2 separate regions of the Oryza sativa genome follow, and region 2 is linked to region 1. The links are chromatin contacts, called in public HiCAR-type maps. All regions are on one chromosome and are shown on one strand. Each heading gives the region's core, a stretch centred on a gene start, on an enhancer-like site or on the middle of the called end of the contact. The rest is flanking DNA. Distances are from core to core; before and after follow the strand shown. Region 1 holds the start of LOC4329084 (L-type lectin-domain containing receptor kinase SIT2-like). Region 2 holds the start of LOC4329091 (eukaryotic translation initiation factor 1A).

What was found. HiCAR-type assays count read pairs that join an accessible place to other places.
Region 2: a contact with region 1 is called in a HiCAR-type map of leaf, with 2.0 times the contacts expected there. The contact joins the promoter of LOC4329091 here to the promoter of LOC4329084 in region 1. A contact is called at or near these places in 3 of 15 Hi-C or Micro-C datasets (all in leaf) and 1 of 4 datasets of contacts at active chromatin or transcription factors (leaf).

What each region holds. Positions count from the first base shown.
Region 1 is chr2:11,453,705-11,460,358 of ASM3414082v1, forward strand. It overlaps LOC4329084 (L-type lectin-domain containing receptor kinase SIT2-like), which reads left to right and starts at 3,232. Exons shown (of 1, transcript XM_015770915.3): 1 at 3,232-6,444. The coding sequence starts at 3,424. The coding sequence ends at 5,478. LOC4329083 (a long non-coding RNA gene) reads right to left here. Exons shown (of 3, transcript XR_010739162.1): 1 at 6,653-6,654; 2 at 6,400-6,549; 3 at 2,758-2,996.
Region 2 is chr2:11,592,427-11,599,054 of ASM3414082v1, forward strand. It overlaps LOC4329091 (eukaryotic translation initiation factor 1A), which reads left to right and starts at 5,328. Exons shown (of 1, transcript XM_015768147.3): 1 at 5,328-6,085. The coding sequence starts at 5,410. The coding sequence ends at 5,838.

The DNA of each region.
Region 1 (6,654 bases), core at 1,982-4,481:
AGCCACCTTTTGCAAAGCTACAGTCAGAGACGAAGTAGACAACCACCGTAGGTGTAGGAGACTCGCAGGAGATGGAGCAAATAGTCGGCGCAACCTTTTCTTTGATAGCCTAGAGGACAAGTCTTCAAACCTAAGCAAAGCAGCAAAACTCCCAACTAAAGGTGTTGGAGGTAAACCCATCATTTCACCGGGCAGGAAGACGATGCCAGCAAGAACGCTGATGAGGTCCACCATGTCCGTCAAGTTGATACAAGAAGAGTTGAACATTGGCGACCCTCTTTAGCTACACAAAGAACGGGAGAGACCTAACTAGACCTAAACCTATCTACTAGTGGAGAAAGGAGCCGAACCCCCTCTCCTAGACGCCGACGACTGGGTGGCCACCGGAGAAGGAAGGGAAGGGGCCAAAAGTCAAAGCTTTTTTTTTTTGCCCAAGAAGCCGCCTTTCGCTAGGCATTTCGAGGTGAAGAGATAAGGACTAATGCCAATTGATTAGGACTTTACGTCGTCCACAACTATCATTGCACGATATAATGTCCACAGAGTGATTTTCAAGGATCAAACCTCGTCATCATGCCAAAATATGGAGTTAGCTTAGCATTTTCCACAATTTTATTGCCAGGTATCTTAAAAATCATATACTATTATTAGAATTTTTTGGGGATTTTCTATGTTTAAATTCGAACAATTTTTATCAAACCCTATCGCTGGTAGCTTGGGAAACCCTGCTTTCTACATGTCAACGGCTTTGCATCCCGGCTTCAATTTTTCTAACTTTTCTAAAGAGCCCTCGCCTGATGATATTTAAAATTAAATTCAGGCATACATATCATCACTACCATATATATGATAGCTGTTTTTTTTAGAGAAATATATATTAGCTGTTGATTTTTTTTTTGCTAGTTAACCCCTAATTTGCTAGATTCAATACATATATGGTAATGAATCTAGCAAAACTCTACAAAATTCATGTCTCAATCTAGATTTTGTTTACATGTTAATGTTCAAAACTAAACAGTGTTTAGTTGCATACGAGGTTTTAAGATGATATACAGTGTAATACAGTGAGAACATTCTCATGTAAAGGGGCCTGTGGGTTGTTTCATCTGGGAGAAGCTTCAATTCTTCATCTGTTCTTGTCCCTGGGTTTTCATTTTGTCCATTACTCTGTTCTTATCTTCACAGAAATAGTAGTCTCCTACTCTCCTTTTCCTCACAAGCTAGCTAATGTTCTAAAGTTGCCTGAAAATGACGTGTCTGAGCTTTCCTCATGTGGTTTTCAATTAACAGAGAAAGTCATAAGCAGCCCTGCAGGACATCTGACCAGATTATCTTTGACTTCACTGAATTTCAGAATCAAACGTAGCAGATTCCTTACAGTTTCGTGTTTACACGACCAAGACAATCTTCACTACTTATCCGATTTTTTATCCTCATGAAAAGAATTAATCTTTATATGATAATATTGGGCCTGTTTGATTTGGAGCCAATTTTTGGCCAAAAACTTTAGTAGTGTCAAAAACTTACCTTGACAAGTTTTGGTATTACCAAATTTAATAATGTAGAATTCAAACTATGAAAGAAACCAAACATTGTTGCCAAAATTTTGGGTGGGTAAAAATTGGCTTCAATTCAAACAAGCGCATTGTTTCAAATATTGTCACATAGTGAAGTCTAAACTTTCTCATGAATGGTTCTCTTGGGCTTATTCGTTTCAGCGTTTGGACTGAGATTTCTGGGCGGCATGCAAAACGAGATAAGTTATTAGTGCATGATTAATAGAGTATTAATTATTATAAACTTTTTTTTAAAAAAAGAAACATCTATATAGAAAATTTTTTACATAGTTTATGAATTTGGGAAGTAGCCATCCCAAAAAGCTATTTAGAACACACCCTTAGCAAGTATAGCATATTTTTTTCAAGGACATGTCAGTATAAAATGAAAAGAAAAAAAAATTCCATTTTACTCCCTTGACTTAATTCAATGTAGAGTACTGCTATACGTATGACCCGTTGTACGAATAGAGACATGTAACCATAGATCAATCAAAGGAGAGCATGTTCATATACACTAAAATACAGTCTTACATGAGTCGGACATTTGGATCATATGCATAGCAATTTCCTTCAATGTATCGCTTAACCTGTTGTACTACTTTTGGTTCATTTTTACCACTAAAACTATTAAACCATTGAAATGGATCACTTTACTACTTATTGACATTTGTCTTTTTTGTTACTATTTATATAAGTTGTATTTAAAGCTGAAATTTCTTAGACATAGATAGCACCATTATCGAAGTTGAAATTTGTTTTCATGGTTGTTTGCTTTAACTTTAAATTTTTGGTGTTTAAATCGGGCTTATGCGCTTTCATCCTACGCGAAGTGAGAAAAAGAATAAAACAATGTTGATACGTAAGTTGTGAATGCATCTGTATTGTCCTAAATTTTTAATGCGAACTATGACTTGTATAGATGAAAAAAGAGAGAAATAGTGGTAGGAATGAAGCTGAACCCTTTTCAATAGCTTCAATAGCTAAGGGTGTAAAATGAAAAAAAAATAGTTTAGGGAGTTATGTGCTCCGGTGAAATAGTTAGGAGGAGTAAAATGTTTTTTTAAAAAAAAATTATGGCCATCTAAATTTTCAGAAAACAAAAGATTATATTATTCGAAGTTACGATAGTACGGCATAATGAGAAGTCAATAGGCACACGTATGCATGATATTATTTACCTATAAAAAGATTAATGGCATATGATATAACAAGCACTACAAATAGATAATTAATGGACATGCAGGTTGAAATTGCTGCCTGAGTTAATGAAACCGAAGCTAAATTGTCTGCAAATCAAATAACTAAAGTCTACTGTATAGACGGTACACAACAACTTGCAAGCAAGAACACCCAACTTTTCTCCCTGAACCAAAGCCTGGATAACAGGTGCATCTTCACTTGGATTCACTAGGCAGTAGCCACTGGACGTTGAGTTCTCTACAAGGTCAAACCAAACTAATCAAACTTTGGCACCATTTCTCCACAAAGTTTCTACATCAACACTTCTATAATTGTCAGGTACACCCAGTCCTGTTCAGCACTTGAGATATTTTTCCTTAGAACACATTAATTAGAGTTGGACGCCGCCCCAAGTGTTGAATTCTGAAACTCTGAATTAATCTACCAGGAGATGAGCACACACAGGACCTAGCTTTTCCCTGCATGATGATTATTCAAAGAAAAATTCCATGATTCCACATTACTATCACACCAGGAATAGTTCAACTGACAAGCTGCGCAGCTGGACTGAAACCTTCAGCTCATGTTCATATAAACCATTCTGGTAAGTACAAGCTAATGAGAGAATACATTGTCCATTAACACTAGAGAGAAGCTAGCTAGTGAGATAACACAGAATTCAGATATGCAGCATATGGTTAAGCCAGTTTGCATATTGTGTCTACAGTGTAGCCTCCTCTATGGCGTTCATCTTGCAGCAGCCGTTGCTGCTGCCGGTGACGGCAACGGCGGGGACCAGTTTGCCTACTCCGGCTTTGCCGGAGTGAAGGACCTAACCCTCGACGGCACGGCCATGGTCACACCAGATGGCCTACTCGAGCTGACCAATGGCAAGCCGCAGGTTAAAGGCCACGCATTCCATCCGACGCCGCTGCGCTTCGAGGAGTTGTCGTCACCAGAAGGCGGGGAGAAGAAGGCAGCAGTGCGGTCTTTCTCGGCGTCCTTTGTGTTCGGCATCGTCACTGCCTCCCCTGGTGTCGGCGGCCATGGCATCGCCCTCGTCATCACCCCAACCAAGGACCTCTCCTCCGGGCTCGCCAGCACATACCTGGGATTCCTCAACAGATCAAGCAACGGCGACAACAGAAATCACATCTTCGCGGTTGAGCTTGATACCATCCAGAGCCCCGAATTCTCCGACATCGACGACAACCACGTCGGCATCGACATCAATAGCCTTGTGTCTTCAAATGCCTCTGATGCCGGCTACTATGATGACAACACCGGTGAGTTCAAGAGTCTAACACTGGTTAGTGGGAAAGCCATGCAAGTATGGGTGGACTATGACGACGATGCTACACAGATTGACGTGAGGCTTGCTCCGGTAGGAATCAAGAAGCCCATGAAGCCATTGGTCTCTACGAGATCCAACCTCTCAACAGTGATCACCGATGAAGCATATGTGGGCTTCTCAGCGTCGATAGGCACAATGACCTCGCAACACTACGTGCTCGGCTGGAGCTTCGGTGTGGGCACGCAAGCTCCGGCCATTGACATGGACAAGCTTCCCAAGTTACCTGGCAGAAGAAGCAAGAAGTCTTATCCGCCCAAGACCATGGTGATAGCTCTACCAATAGTCTCGGTGGTGCTTGTGATTGTCGTTGCTGCTGGTGTTTTTCTACTGATTAAGAGGAAGTTTCAGAGATATGTCGAACTGCGTGAAGATTGGGAGCTTGAGTTTGGAGCACATAGACTGTCATACAAGGATTTGCTTCAGGCAACAGAACGGTTCAAGAACAAGAACTTGCTTGGAATTGGAGGGTTCGGGAGGGTGTACAAAGGAGTGCTTCCTACTTCTAGTTCGGAGGTTGCTGTGAAGAGGGTATCACACGACTCAAGGCAAGGAATAAAGGAGTTTGTTGCTGAGGTAGCAAGCATTGGTCGCCTCCGGCACCGCAACCTCGTACAACTGCTTGGTTACTGTCGGCTCAAAGAAGAACTTCTTTTGGTCTACGACTATATGCCAAATGGTAGTCTCGACAAATATTTGTACAGCCATGATGACAAGCCTACTCTGAATTGGGCTCAAAGGTTCCAGATTATAAAAGGTATTGCATCTGGCTTGCTTTATCTTCACGAGGAGTGGGAGCAAATTGTTATCCATCGGGACATCAAACCAAGCAATGTGCTCCTTGACAACGACATGAATGGACGGCTAGGTGATTTCGGGCTCGCAAGGCTCTACAACCGTGACACCGAGCTACAAACAACAGTTGTTGCAGGTACCTTTGGTTATATGGCCCCCGAATTAGCACTAACCGGGAAGGCATCCCCTCTTACCGACGTGTTCGCCTTTGGCGCATTTCTCCTTGAGGTCACCAGTGGGCGAAGGCCTGTCGAGCAAGACATCGAAGGGCATCGACTCCTGCTGACGGACTGGGTGTTTGAGAATTGCAGCAAGGAACAGATCCTTGCTGTTATTGACCCAAGACTTAACGGCAACATTAACATTAGTGAAGCAAGTTTAGTATTGAAGTTAGGGCTCTTGTGCTCGCACCCAATGTCTAATGTAAGGCCAACCATGCGACAAGTTGTGCAGTACCTCAACGGAGATATGCCCCTCCCAGAGATGTCACCAATGCGCTTTACTTTCAGCCTGTCAGCACTCATGCAGAACCAAGGGTTTGACTCGTCGTTGAAGAGTTTAGGCACGATTAGTAATCTTTCAATTGGGAGATGACAATGCAAGATGATGCATTTCTGTTCATAAGTAGAATCTGTTTCTTTTCACCACATTAGGTCAGAGTTTATTGTAGTTATTCTTAGCTGAAGTGCACTCTCTCCAGCCTTGAGTTGAGAGATTTACTAATGTGCCTATGCATGTTTCTTTCTTGTGACAAAGTTTATCAATTCCTTGTATATAAATGCTGTAAGGCACCGAACTGCCTGGGCTCCCCTCTCATATTGAGAACCACCCGCGTATGATCTTGTAAAATCTGGAGTTAGAGGAGTTTAATTTTTTGTTTCTTCTTAATTGAGTGAATTAATCCATAAGAAGTCAGAACTACAAGTATAGAGGATATGTGCACCATCATGTTGCAAACAAGACTTTTGGCCCCAGCTTTGAAACTTACTAGCAGCTTAACTAGTACGCAGTGATGTGATTTCACAATCTCCTATCCTATTCCCATAGCCCCTGAAGTCGCCGCTTCCACGCTGGTGTAGTTCTCAGTGCCAGCGTGTGGAGGGTGTTCAGCTAATTCAGTTATCCGCAAATCGATCCAAGATGTGAGGGAATAAGGTTCAAGGAACTGGAGTATGAGTTCTATATAACTCTTTGATCTTGTGGGCTCCCTAGTCCCAACGATGCTAATCAAGACTGACGGCAACCGGCAAATATATATATTACCGTCATTCCTATATTACATAGTTTGTTTAAACAAAATCTAAATAATTAGAGGGCCGAGCCCGTTGAAACATTGATATCTGTCCGTGGTGGTGGAGGATGGTAAGAATCTGAGGTGTGCCCGGGTGCCGCAGAGAAGATCAACAATAAAACCGAAAACAACTTCGCCTAAACACAAATGCGACTACATCGTTTATATGACACTAAATAGACCAACAACTAAAATTAATCCGCATGCAAACATGCTTAGATTACCTGTTCAGCTCGTCAAGCAATATGAAATGAACCCAATTGTACTTCCACCTCTTCTACCTGTTCACCAGCCTCTTCCACCGCAACAATTCCATTACCACAAGTAGTTGGGGTTGGTGGCACATCACCCACGGTTAAAATAGCTATTCAAATCTGACAAACAAGCGATGAATCTCAGTCATTCAATCGGTTTTGTACCAAATAAATAGGATTAATCGGAAACATACTGCCCAATGTCCTACCTAACCTAACCTACCT
Region 2 (6,628 bases), core at 4,078-6,577, 140 kb after region 1:
AATGTGTGTCATCAAGAACTGAATATAGGATTATACTAAGTGGGCAACTTCAACAAATGGTACGTAAGAAGAGTATGCCACTAAACCACAACAAACAATAGTTGACGGTGAGTAGGTTGCCAGTGAGAGTAATAACATTTCTACACTCCAAAAGCACTCTTAAGATGCCACGTGACAACTCTAATAAATTAGAAAAAAAATAGAAACATTATAAGAAAACAAAATATTTGGCCATTGGTATACACGTAGATCCATTATTTTCAACCATTAAATTAGATCTATTCCAACTAAAAACCATTTAATCGCTTTGTATGTACATATATACACAAGATATGTCAAAAAGAATAAAAAAGAAGAGTTCATATACAATCTGCTCCATCTGATAGTTTTTTGTTTCTTTCTTTGAGGCACTAAAGTAAAGTTTATGTAATGACACTCATGGCGATCTTCTCGAAGAAGTCGTGCCACTGTGGCGCCGCTTCATGCCATCCCACCAAACTTTTTGAAAGTATTTTTTACTAACCATGTAAAAGGCAATCGTAAACGCTCGTATAAATATGTGCACACCATCCTATGAATGCATATACTACTATTCACATGGAAACATATTATATCCTTATGTAATTATGCTATTCTCATATAAAAAGTGTTAACAAAATTAGCACAAATAATTTTGACAATGTGGATTATTCCTTCGTATTATTACCCATGAACATGCGTAGGCGACTTAGATGTATAGTAAAAGAAAAAAACAAAACCTATATTTGAATATAATAGACATTATCATTTAGTATATCAAAAGTTTATGGTTTATTTCATGGTATAAATATTTCTTTCTTTTACGATTATAATGTAATCTATGGTTCACAATTATTTATATTCTTTTTTTATAAACAACAAATAAATTACCCGCGCATCTGCGCGGGTTTCCTTACTGGTTAAGAGAAATGAGAGCTATAAAAGTCTTTTACATGCTATTTAAAACAGTAAAACGCCTTGCTTTTGGCAAGGACTTTTTGTCCCACTGACATGTGGAAATTCAGAACTGACTACAGAATCTACGGACTAAGTGTTGTAGCTACAACCTCTAGTTCATATGACTCAAAATATGACAACCCGCGATCACAGTTTGTAACCCCTGGAAAGAACTTCATTTTAGCGGACACAACCTACCAAAATTTGATGATGCAATCTTTTCTTCCTCCTGCCCTTTGTGGACTTGACAGTGCCAGCAGCTGAAGAACTGGTAGCAGGCTCCTGCTTCCTAGTCCTTCCAAGGTGCTTAGGAACCAGCTCGGCGACATGGAGCATCAACATTTTCTCTGTAATGAGGATTGTAGAAGGTGAGATCAGTATCTCTGAAAAAGAACCATATTTCGAGGGGGAAAAAACCAACAAGGAGCACACAACAGTCCTGTGGATGAACTGTTTGATGTTCATGATGGGCAATATGAATAAGGTTTTTGCATAATCAAGTGTAAGAGATGCACTGATGCAGGCTAAGCAAAGTTAAAACAGAAGCAAGAGTCAACGTCTTTACAGTCACTCCTGCAACAGGGTAGCATAAAAATTGCAAAACAAATACTGACGCTTCCAAATGATGAATACTACGAAGGTTTCAGAAAAAGAAAAAACATCATGTCACCTTCATTCATCCTAGCTACTTTGCAACGCAAGCCATGTTAATGATCTACATCAATTGTAATCAACATGATTCCACCTTAACAAAGAATTTATTGTGTGTAGCGCATAAAGTGGACTTAAGGTTTTGCACAATCCTCCTAAAATTGACAAAACTCTAAGTAGAGTAAAGAGGCTGGTAAAAAACCCACATATTTTTAAAATCCAGAGATAATTTACAAGAGAAATACAGGGCATGCGACTCTGGCCAGAAGAATTAAATGAAAGCAAAGCAGGGGGTTAAGAAATGCAGAGCTATAGAAGAGCAAATTTGGGGAAGTACCATCTACCAAAAATTTAGTGTAAAATTTGGTACCTTCTAGTACGTAGGTATCAAGAGCTACCAAATTTACAGTAGAAAAAGTAGTACCTCATGGTACCTACTCACGGACCGTAAAATTGCTTGCCATTGAAAGTTATAGAGGCGCATCGGAGGCAGCAGAGGTGGTCACCACAGGCTGAAGTTTTAAGGACGAGATGATTCAATGTCATCAGGGCAGTACCATAGGCCCAGTTTAGATGGTAAAAATTTTTGTTTTGTGGTGTCACATCGAATATACGGACACACATTTGAAGTATTAAATGTTGTCTAATAACAAAATAAATTACAGATTCCGTCAGGAAACTACGAGACGAATTTATTAAGCCTAATTAATCCGTCATTAGCAAATATTTACTGTAGCACCATATTGTTAAATCATGGCGCAATTAAGCTTAAAAGATTCGTCTCGCAATTTACACGCAAACTGTGTAATTGGTATTTTCTTATCCATATTTAATACTCTATACATGTGTTCAAACATTCGATGTGATGGGTGAAAAGATTTTGTTTTGGGAGCTAAACATGGCCATAGTCACAAAAATTCCCAGGTCAATGGATCAAGGAACACGGAACTCTACTTTTCAAAGGTTTCCCATGACAATGAACATGCGTTGTTCCACATTTTTGGTAACTATAGTCAGCACATAAAAGATAAGGTGCTCATAATATCTGATTGTGATATTATATACGACTATAGACAACAGCACGTAACATGAGGAAAACCTACATTGTACAAAATTAAATGCAAGTGTAGAATAGCATGGTGGACCTAATGTGTCTGAGCCTAGTCTGGACTATTAGTGCCCATAGCAGTCAGGGAATATACAAAATCATATTGATGTACTTTCTCCGTTTCACGATGTAAATCATTCTAATATTTTCCACATTTAATACTAAAATGACATCAATATAAATATGGGAAATACTAAAATGACTTATATTGTGAAACTGAGGGAGTAGCAGATAATCTGATGTACATACAACAAAAAAGTTGAATTATCATTTGTATTTTTTATGCACAATTATCATGATTAATGCATACTAACAAGTAACAACCAGCTCTCACGACATTTTATCGTAATAATGTACTTACAAGAACAGATCATACCACATTTCTTTAATGTAACAAAAGGGGAAAAAAAGGAGAAGAACAAAAGAGATGACTGATGTTCACTTGTTGTAATCTCGGGGTTGACAGGTGGACCATCATTCTTCTTGAGCTGCACCCTCACTCTCCCCACCTGGAACGGATCCCGCGGGTACGCCTTATCCGACTACTCGAAAGTGTTCATTCCGTAGTTACATGTAATCGCAAATTAAGGGCATGTTTAGATTGTAGCTAAAATAAACCTTTAACAAGTTTTCGCAATGGACGTAACTACACGGCTAGTGGTAGCTGGTTTGTCTAAACCAGCTACCACTCTATCTATAAGAGGCACCATCCACCTATATTTCAAATACAATTTTCTCTTAAACTACTCATCCGATCTACGATCCGATTACACCGTTGTGTTCGTAACAATTAAATCTTTACAACAAGATCTCACATGATTATATTTTGATGAAAAATCACAAATTACTTTTATGATATGTCTAAATTACTTTTAGATTTCACTAAGTTACTTCTTAGATATATAAAAGTAAATTCAGTAAAACCTAAAAGTAATTTACATATATTATAGAAGTAACTTAGAACAAAATGAAGGTAACTTTAGCATGTCATAAATCTATTGTAGAGATAAAAACATTATCAGCACAAATTAAATTAATCAGCACAAATTATGGAATTAACTAATAATAATAAAAAAAGTAATCACCTCAGAGCATTATAATGTATAGGAAGTATTTTAATCAAATCTAAAAATAACTTTTAGATATACATGATAATTTTTTCAATGAAAAAAGGCATTAATTAAAGTTACTTTCGTTTTCGTTTTGTTATAAGTTACTTCTATAATATATGTAAATTACTTTTAGGCTTTACTGAATTTACTTTTATATGTCTAAGAAGTAACTTAGTAAAACCTAAAAGTAATTTAGACATATCATAAAAGTAATTTGTGATTTTTCATCAAAATATAATCATGTGAGATCTTGTTGTAAAGATTTAATTATTATGAACACAACGGTGTAATCGGATTATAAATCGGATGAGTAATTTAAGAGAAAATTTTATTTGAAGCATAGATGATAGGAATATTTCCCCTACTTGTTCAATGGATTAATAGCAACCAAAACTCCTAAAGTACTAGCACGTGGGGTATCTCTGGTTAAAACTAATTGGAGAGGCCTCTCCAATTAGATTTTACCTTTCGCAATGCTAAAATTTTGGCAAGATAACAATATTGTAAAAATAATTTTGGTAGGATTTCATATGTATTGACCAAATTTAACAACAAACTAAACGTAGATATTTTTTTAGTAACTTTACTAAAAATTAGTATGGTTGAAAATGACATTAAAGTGAACAGGCCTCGAGTAAAGAAACACAGATTGAAGGATTTTGCCCTCAAAAAAAAAGAAAAACAAAGTTTGGCCTTGATTGATCTGGGCCAAACCTGGGTCCTTTCCCCGAGGGATATGAGCCAGAGTGAACAGCCCATATCCGCGCAAAGGCCAGGATTTGGCCCATATGCTGAAGTTGTGAACAATAAGTTGGTTTCCCATTTTCAGAATTTAAAATGCAGGTAAAATTTGAAGTATGTAATACACAATTCGAAATCTTAATATATTTGTGCAAACAGATACTCCTATAAAATTGTACTTATGGTAGTAGTACGTTTACAACTGTATAATAAGAGTGTTTTGAGAGAAAGGGGAGAGAGAATTAATAAGATGCATAAAACAAAATTAGCTATTACTAGCATATATTTAATTGAATATTAATTATTTTTAATTTAATAGATAGATTAATATAATTTTTAAATCAACTTTTCTATAGAAGTTTTTTTTCTAAAAACCTAACGTGGTTTTTTTTCGGAAAGCATATGCGCGCGAAAGAGGGGTTCTTCTTTTTGTATTTTCTGCTGCCGAACGCTGCCTAAAACTTGCTCGGTACGAAAGCGGAGGAGATTAGGATCAATTTCGTCGTTAGTCAACGACGCGTTTACCAGCTTATCCAGTTATCCCCCAGTAGAGTGGCCACCACGTTTCCGTTCCGCGTCCGCCCAAGCAAAACAAAAAGACCTCCTCACCCCGCCAAGACTAAATCCCAACCGTCCACTCTCTCCGACCTCCCTAGATCAACGGCTCAGATCCCACCCCGCCCCCGCCACCCGGCCTCTTCTTCTCTATAAACGAAACCAAAACCACCACAGCTTTCCCCACCCACGAACAAAAGCAGCGAGAGAGAGGCAGAGAGCGAATCGAATCGATCTCTTGTGTTTGTTGATCGATCGAGGTCGAGGATGCCGAAGAACAAGGGGAAGGGAGGGAAGAACCGGAAGCGGGGGAAGAACGAGGCGGACGACGAGAAGCGGGAGCTGGTGTTCAAGGAGGACGGGCAGGAGTACGCGCAGGTGGCGCGGATGCTGGGCAACGGGCGGTGCGAGGCGCAGTGCATCGACGGGACGAAGCGGCTGTGCCACATCCGCGGGAAGATGCACAAGAAGGTGTGGATCGCGGCGGGGGACATCGTCCTCGTCGGCCTCCGCGACTACCAGGACGACAAGGCCGACGTCATCCTCAAGTACATGAACGACGAGGCCCGCCTCCTCAAGGCCTACGGCGAGATCCCCGACCACGTCCGCCTCAACGAGGGCGTCGTCGACGAGGACGACGCCGCCGCCCACGACGACTACATCCAGTTCGAGGACGAGGACATCGACAAGATCTGATCTCATCTACCCACTGCTGCTGCTGCTTCATCAGTCCAATGGTACAAAGAAACAATCCAAGAATTGCTTCTTGTTACTTGCTACTATTGTGATGTGTGGTGTGATATTATAATCACGGTGGTGTGATGTGTGAGGTCGTCTGCCTGAGAGAGACCTGTATATATGGAAGAGATTCGGGGGGCAATTATTCTGCCCAATAATCAAATATTGAATCGAATTGCTCGCTTTACGCGATGGGGTTCATCTAGTTTTGTTCTACTCTGGTTCATGTCTGATCAGTCTCTGTTGTTACACAGTTTTCATTACTTAGGGCTGTAGCCTGTATGCACTGGAACTAATATATTAACAGTATTTAGTATTCTGACTGATTCATTGCTACCTGATTAGTGTTATTCAGTTCAACGGGAACGCATATATATGTTTTAGATTTTCTTTCTTTGTTCGCTGTGCAATCTTGTGCTTTCTCCTTAGGCTGTTCCACGCTTTTGAAACATTAAAGTAGCCCATTTTCAATTGCTCTGATCTAGCTGTTTGCTCTCTCTGTTTGTATGCTGAACATGCTCGATAGTTTTGATCCTCAACGGAGAAATCGATGTTTCAAACTGATCTGTAAACAACAAATCTTTACTACGTAATTTTTTTGGCCTGAATCCTAGATGTCGCTGCGTTATGTTCGTCGACCTACTGGTATACATACCGCATGATTGTATTTGTCATATGCAGATTAATTACTCGTGTGGGTTCTTCTTTTCTGTTTGTAATTAATTGTAGTCAAGATATCTTCGGAACC